Regions from separate parts of the Mus musculus genome. Here region 2 is linked to region 1. A link is a contact called in public HiChIP or PLAC-seq data. All regions are on one chromosome and are shown on one strand. Each heading gives the region's core, a stretch centred on a gene start, on an enhancer-like site or on the middle of the called end of the contact. The rest is flanking DNA. Distances are from core to core; before and after follow the strand shown. Region 1 overlaps Cd101 (CD101 antigen). Region 2 has its middle 53 kb from the start of Ptgfrn.

The links. HiChIP or PLAC-seq counts read pairs in DNA pulled down with a chosen protein or histone mark.
Region 2: an H3K27ac HiChIP or PLAC-seq map of heart atrium shows a contact between it and region 1, with 6 read pairs. The contact joins two enhancer-like sites. A contact is called at or near these places in 4 of 39 promoter capture datasets (the 3T3-L1 cell line, hippocampal neurons and pre-B cells), 1 of 15 datasets of contacts at CTCF or cohesin (CD8 T cells), 1 of 484 Hi-C or Micro-C datasets (the N1E-115 cell line), 3 of 115 datasets of contacts at active chromatin or transcription factors (Th17 cells, embryonic stem cells and heart atrium) and 2 of 9 other capture datasets (adipose tissue and liver).

What each region holds. Positions count from the first base shown.
Region 1 is chr3:101,011,333-101,014,901 of GRCm38.p6, forward strand. It overlaps Cd101 (CD101 antigen), which reads right to left. Exons shown (of 9, transcript NM_001167906.2): 5 at 1,656-2,033; 6 at 454-858. Among named protein-coding and RNA genes, the nearest start is that of Cd101, 16 kb to the right of the region's middle. Within about 2 kb of position 1,484, at least 108 of the 459 cell types and tissues checked have an H3K27ac peak or open chromatin away from gene starts, as enhancers often do. A contact at or near this core is called in adipose tissue and heart atrium, where this site is marked.
Region 2 is chr3:101,160,993-101,164,633 of GRCm38.p6, forward strand. No RefSeq gene overlaps it. Among named protein-coding and RNA genes, the nearest start is that of Ptgfrn, 53 kb to the left of the region's middle. Within about 2 kb of position 2,004, at least 109 of the 459 cell types and tissues checked have an H3K27ac peak or open chromatin away from gene starts, as enhancers often do. A contact at or near this core is called in adipose tissue and heart atrium, where this site is marked.

The DNA of each region.
Region 1 (3,569 bases), core at 234-2,733:
AAATATCATCTGCCCTGTAGGAGGTTCTTGAGGCTCAGCTGTGCCACACAGTATCATGAGGCTGCTGGCAATGAGAACTCGTGGCAGGTGTGGAAAGGTCAAAGAGCAGTGGTTATTAGCTGCTAAGGAAGTATTTCATTGTTTTAGCAACCAATGTGGCCATTCCACGTATACTAACTTCATGTTGATGCCATTAAATCATGCTCACTTTACCAGGACAAACGTGGTGAATGGATACATTATGTCTGTTTCTATAGTTTACACAAAGTGGGAGGAGCTCCGTTGTTATTTGAGACAGGGGCTCACTATTTCAGCCTAGGCTGACCTCAAATTCTCAATTCTCCTATTTTGGCCTCCTGAATACTGGGATTATAGGTATGCACTAAACCTGGCCAAAAAAAAAAGGATATTCTTTTCTTTTTTAAAAAAGGCTCAATGTCAAGTATCACTTACCTGGAAAGGTGACAGTAATCATTAATAGGTTAGAGGTGGCAGATACTCTGGCTGGGCCACTTGTGCATATGGAATCTCTGTCATAAACCTCCACTGTACACCGATACACCCCTGTCTCCTCCATAGCTGCATCGTAGATTTGGAGTTGAGAACGAAAGAAAGACTGTGACACCTTCGTCTTCCTGTGGATCTGGGAGAGGACGTCCCCCCATTCAACGGTGCCATTGTGGGCAATTCGAATAAGCCGATGAAAGGCTCCAGAGCCCGCTGGCTGGAACTGCCACGTTACCGAGAACGGCAGCTTGAGATCCGAGTAGTTGGCCCTCACTACACAGGACAGGTGGAAGGTATGGGCTAGCATCACTTGTGGCTGACGGCTCATCAGATTAACTCGTAAACTTGACTCTGTGGGGGAGAATGTGAGACACACTTCCTGTTTACCAGGTCCAAGCTCGGGGACTTCCAAGTTTTCTCAATGCCCCCTTTACACAGGGCCACACACTTGTGTTCCTGGAGTGACATGAATTTGGGGGTAGAGGTTGGTCCACAGTACAGTCTGTCCTGAATTTCAACCTCGGCTCTCCAAGTCTCCCCCCTCGCCTACGACTGTTCTCAGCAGCCACAACAAACAGGCAGTGTTTCTCCAGTGCGCCACTTAGACAGCTGCACAGAGCAGGGACACCACGCGCAGCCAGGGTCTGGCCTCTTTCCTCTCCCCACTCAGCAAGTAGAACACTCACAGCACGGTCTGGCCTCCTTCCTCCCTCTGGCCCACCCCCTGTCCCCCGGGCTCAATGTCACTCTCTTGCCCATGCTAGAGAAAACTCCATGATACCTGGGCTGCTGCTGGGACGGGGCAAGCTTGGCTCCACTCATCTGCTAGTCAACCAGGAATCACAGGGGTTTGTTTTCAACTTTGAACAATGTACAAGCTGCACTCTAGAATGATCTTTATAAAGATGAATAAACTCGAGAGGTTGCTGTCAGGCCTGATTTGCATATTCTGCTCTGCATGTCTCACGGTACACATGCCGCTGGCTGGCACTTGGGGTGCACATACCGCTGGCACTCACAGCACACGTACCCAGGGCACTCGGGGTACGTGCACCTCTGGCAGGAGTTCTGAATGATACCATCCAAACTTCAGTACAGAATAAGGTGACTGTCATACACTCAGAAAAGGACTTTTCCCAGTGACTTACTCAGAGATTTTACAGTGACTGAAATCTTCTGGGTTGACTGCAAACCTTTGGCCTGGTTCTGGAGTCTCTCTGACACCCTGCATTCATAGGTACCGCTGTCTGTGACCATGGCAGAGGCAATCTCCAGCCGAAAGGTGGCCCAGTCCACTTTCTCCAGCCTCCTGTTACCACGGTGCGCAGGGCCCGGAGAAGAGACTCCCAGCTGCACAGTACCATCTTGCCCCATGCCAGCCACAAACACGGGTGTGGACTGGTCCTGTGGGGTGAGCCACCAACTCACAGATAGAGCACTCACATCCCCAGCTGCCTTGCAGAGAAGGGTAAGCGTCTCTCCTTCCCACACAGTACGCTGCTCGGCAGACACGGTCACACTTCTTGCTGCAGATGACAGGTTATGGAAGAAAAATGTTTTAAGTAAATAAAAAAATTTCTAAAATATGATGATGAATTTTAACTATAAAGTACTTTACTTGTTTGATCAGAGTTGGTTGATTCTTCCATACCATGCCCAGAACAAAGATCTTCCAAACCATCATGGATGGATAGATGGATAGATGGATAGATGGATGGTTGGATGGATGGATGGATGGATGGATGGATGGATGGATGGAAAGATAAATGGATAGCGGGATAGGTAGATAGTGTGCAAGGGTATATGTGGGTGTCTCTGTGTGCATAAATAAAATAAAACTTCTCTAAGGTAATTATTACATAGTGGAAACAAGACAGCAGACAGGAGACCAGGAGAGCCCACAAACACGTACATGATTCATAATATATACTTCCTTTTCTTGTGGTTTTGTTCAGCCGACCCATACTGAAGAAGGTCTAGTTGGGCAAATACCTGATAGGTTTTTTTTTTTTTTTTATTCATTAGGGAGAGTAAATGAACCTGAAAGTAATGAAGCTATGATAATTTACATTTTAGGGTGTTTGTTTTTAGAATAAAGGCTGTCACTCTTTTTAAGTATGTTCTCTGTCTGCTTGCATGTGCCTGCCAGTCCTAATTAGCTTAGTGTGTGTTTTGAAGAGGGAAAGAAAATTATTAATTAGATTTCTGTTTGCAATACCACCATAAAAACCACTAATCTGGGAAAATTTAATATTTATATACATATGTATTATATATACAGGTGCATATCAATCTTCTATCATTGGCAAGTGACCGTCTTCTCATGTTTAAATGCTGTATAATATAACTATATGCTAAATAACTATAAATGCAAGGCCAGCTCCCAGATGGGAAATTCAAGACGTGGAGAAATGAAAAAAAATTCATTCAACAAATGCTTATTGTACAAGGTCCTGTCCTGGCTACCCTGTGGGCCATGTAGATACCTCAGGAGCTCCTGTGTCCTGGGCATCCCAGTACTCAGTGTAAGGATAGCACCCACCATGACCTGGAGGCAGAATCACTCTGGGCAGCACACTTGACCTCTCCGAGCCTTTGTGTTTCTTTCCAGGAAAAATGAGGGTAATAATAGCAACCACGTTTTTTTTTTGCTTCATGGAGAAGACTGAACAAAGGCCACAGTAAGGGCGTAGGCCTTGGGCTACAGAGAGTACTGAAAAGGGTTAGCAATTACCATTAGTGTTTAATAAGAGGCACTGGCAACAGCAGAGGTAGCTCAACACAAAAGAGAGAAATAAAACAGCCTGGCATTAGAAACCTAAAGGGGATCTAAACGAATCTGCAAATTGCTCTTCCCTACAGAGGAGAGAGATCCCATCCACTGCTTCAGGCTTGCACACACCAGCTACAAAGGCAGAATGAAGACTAATCTTCATAAACGGGTTGAGCAAATTATCAAGCTTGCTTCTGCATTTTGGGTGAGAGAGGCACTGGTCGTGGTATATGTTTTTTGTTTGTTTGTCTGTCTGTCTGTTTGTTTTTGATATAAAAATGACTCATGA
Region 2 (3,641 bases), core at 754-3,253, 150 kb after region 1:
AACAGTTGGCAACAAACGTAGCCAAAGGCTGGTCTTCGATCTTCTAAAAAAAAATGCCATTTGTTGGAAGAGATCCATAGGACCGAGTTGTGACTTTTTTGCAATTCTAGAATAATCAAGTCTTTGGGCTATAATAGATGCTCAAACACTAAACCGAAACCAAGTGAATATAGGTGTGTGTAGTCCTTTTTTCACTCTATGCTAGAACTCCCCCAGAACCCTACCTTAAAAAAAAAGTCAGGAAGATTCACACAAAGACCCTTCACTAAAACATGCATGAGAACTGAGCTAACACCACGACCCAAGAAGGTAGGCAAAATCAGAGTCCTGTCAGGATGACTCAGAGAACTGCATCCATCACTTACCATGTACTGGGAGGGGCCGCCAGGCCCACTGCCTAGAGATTTTATTCATATATTTTATTCTCCTTTCTTGGAAAACCTACAAAAATCACCTCGTAACTCAGGATATTAGAGAATCCATTAGTTCTGGGGTTAAGATCCTAAGGGAAACTAAATACTAACAAATACTCCTGTTGACTGACACCCTCAGACACTCAAATTGCTTAAACCAGCTCCTAATTGGGAACAGCTGGCAGAAGAGAGCAAAGCCTGTGGCCAGACCTGGAATCTGGTTGCAAATCTGGTCCCTAGAAAGAAACCAGTCTCCATTAAGGGTTAAAATGTGGGAGGTCAAGAGAGCGGTCCTCTGGTCCTCCGGAGCAGCAATGGAGGGTGGCTAAGTGAACCGGAGAACAAAGAGCGTTCACATCCCAGCTGTAGCCCCTTGCTCAGCCTGGGACTGAGACTGAGAAGCGACTGAGTGGACGGGGAGGGGCCTGAGCGGCAGCAGGATCTCACTAGACATTATCTTTCCAGAGCTGGGATCACTAATCCTGATGTGTCCAGCCAAATAACTTTCCCCGGAGTTATTCCCGCTCCGCTAGGAAGCGCAGATCTCCAAACCTATAGGGTGGAGGGAGGCTACCGATTTTAACCTGGCCTGTGTCATCCAGTGTCCCTCCAGATTCACAGTGTCCTGCACTCTGCTAAGCCGCCCAGCCTCTGGGCTGTGTGCCCTGACCCTGCTGTGGTCTGAGCCAGAGCCATAGCTCTGCTCTTGGAAAGCTGTGCGCAAGGCCCGCCCTCTAGGCCTTGGCATTGGGTCTGAAGCCCAGACTGGGAACGGGAGAAGCCAAGGAAAGGTCTCAGGTGTGTAGACCATCCCGCCGCAGAGTCAACTGTCAGCGGTGGTCATTAGTGACTGGTGAGCTGGATGCTGGTGGCAGTCCCACTGGGTAGTTTTCAATGGTGTGACCTTGGCTCTGCACTTTGGTGCCAAATCCTTTGGTTCGTGCCTGTTCACCGAGCCAAATTTCCCAGGCTTCCTGGCGATTCTGTGAACTACTTGAGTGCTCTCCAATAATTTTTCCTTTTTTTTTTTCTACCTAAGAGTCGATTTGTAATGTTGGAAATCAAGAACCCTGCCTGGTACAGCATCTGTCCCTGCAAGACTCAGGAAACCAGGGACATGCGGGCTGGTGTGTGTGTGTGTGTGTGTGCGTGTGTGTGTGTGAGAGAGAGAGAGAGAGAGAGAGAGAGAGAGAGAGAGAGAGAACAGGAGAAGCAGAGTGACAGAACTAGACATCTGGAAAGGAAAGGCAGTATGGAAATTCAGGGAGAGGGAGGGAAGGGAAGGGGAAAGGCTAGAAGGGTTGGCGGGTGAGGGACAGCAGCCAGGAAGGGGTCGTGCACGTTGTTAATGCTTGTAATAAGAGCCTTAGAGGAAACTGCCCCAGTGGCCTCCCTAAGGTATTTTTGCATTGCTATTTCTGTCAGACAACGTGGTTTAAATTGTTTCTCGGCACTGTTTTAGGAACAACAGTTCCTTGATTCAGTCTTGCTTCTGGAGATGAACCCGGGCGTTGGCTTTAACATTATACATTGATCAAGCATGCAGCGTGCCGGGGAGTGTACAGATATATGGGCATGCATATGCATGGCGTGCTATAGTATGATAAATACATGCATGAGAAAAATCAGGTCTGGGGCTAGTTATGTGGGAGGGGAACCTTTATGTAGCACGCTTATTTAATATCTCAAAGGGGAAACATTACTTATTATGCCATATCAGCGTATCATTCGTCTTATGGGTAGACAGAATGAAGAATCTTCGACAATTAATAGAAATTGCAGGAAAAATTATGATTAACTGCCATCTGCTGGCTTCTGTGTATTTTATTTTCATGCAGCTTCTAGCCTGCCCTCGTAATTATCGGTGTCTGTCTTTCCCGTCCTTAACTGGTTCTGTTAACCAGTGCTGCCCTTGTGGGTACGGGGTGGGGCGGAGGGTGTACGTGCAAGAGGATGAAGCTAACTCAAATACACCAATCCGTCTTCTTCTAAGTTCCAATTTGAGAGAGCAGGCTACAGCTTATTTTAGAATTCTGTTTTCGTAGCAGATTGAGCAAGCAGTGTATGCTTAGCGAGTGTATAGTAGGGGGCAGGCAGTGCTTTGAAAGTGACTTCTCTCTCTCATCCTCTCATCTCTGAGGACCATAGGGTTTGCATCTCAAAAGCTCTGTCCGGCTTCTGGCAGGTGAGGCCTTTCAGAGTCTCATTCAGATGACATTGTAGCCAGGGAGAGCCTGTTGCAGCGCCAAACCTGATGGGGAAGGGAAGCAGATTCCAGCAGAGCGTATTTGACCCTTTGCCCCAAAGCCCCTACTAGAAGTGCTCAGCAGGAAATAGATCTTCTCTGTTAGTAAATGAGGGTGACTTTTGTTTACGCGGTGAGTCCAGGCATAGGCCATCCCCCCATCACTCCCCAAGTAGACCAGAGAGTTGGTGATTTATCTGGGTGACTCACACTCCACGTCTGGTTTGAACTAATCAGATTGATGTTCCAGAGTTTCCAAGTCAGTACAAGTCATTGTGGTTGGCCATTACAACTTTAAAAATGTATCTATTTGTGTGGGGGTGGAATTTGTACACAGTATGCCTAGGTGTGGAGGCCAAAAGTAACAATGCTGGCTTGGAGCTGCTACAGGCTCTGAGGCTACAGTGTCTGAATGAGACATGGAATACCTCACCTGTCAGAAGCCAGACAGAGCATTTGAGATGCAAACACTATTGGTCCTTTTGGTGTGGGTGGGAGTAGGGTTAGGATTTCCCCCTGAGCCTGAGGCTCAGCAGTTCAGCAGTAGGCTGGCTGGCCAGTGAGCTTTAGGATCCATTTGTCTCCATCCTGCTCCGGCCCCCACCCCTTTTGTTCTGGGGTTAAGGACACAAAGCCACCATAAGGCTTTTACGTGGGTGCTAGGGATCCAGACTTAGGTCCTGATGCTTGCACACAAGTCAGCTTGTCACCGGAGCCATCACCCACCAGAGTGACCACATTTTTAGTATTTTGGTATATTTACGTATTTGAAATCAGTCTAAGAATGTCAACCACGCCTAACGTCAACTGTGCATACCTTATCATTTAATGTTATGTTTGAGACGTAAAAACATACATAATGTGTTTGTGTTATAAAGTAAAATAATAGAATCAAAGGAGCTATGTCAGGTCCCGTACATTTATTCGATTCAGATTAGAGCCAGGATGTCACCAGTGCTGGCTCACTCAATGGCCAGAATGCT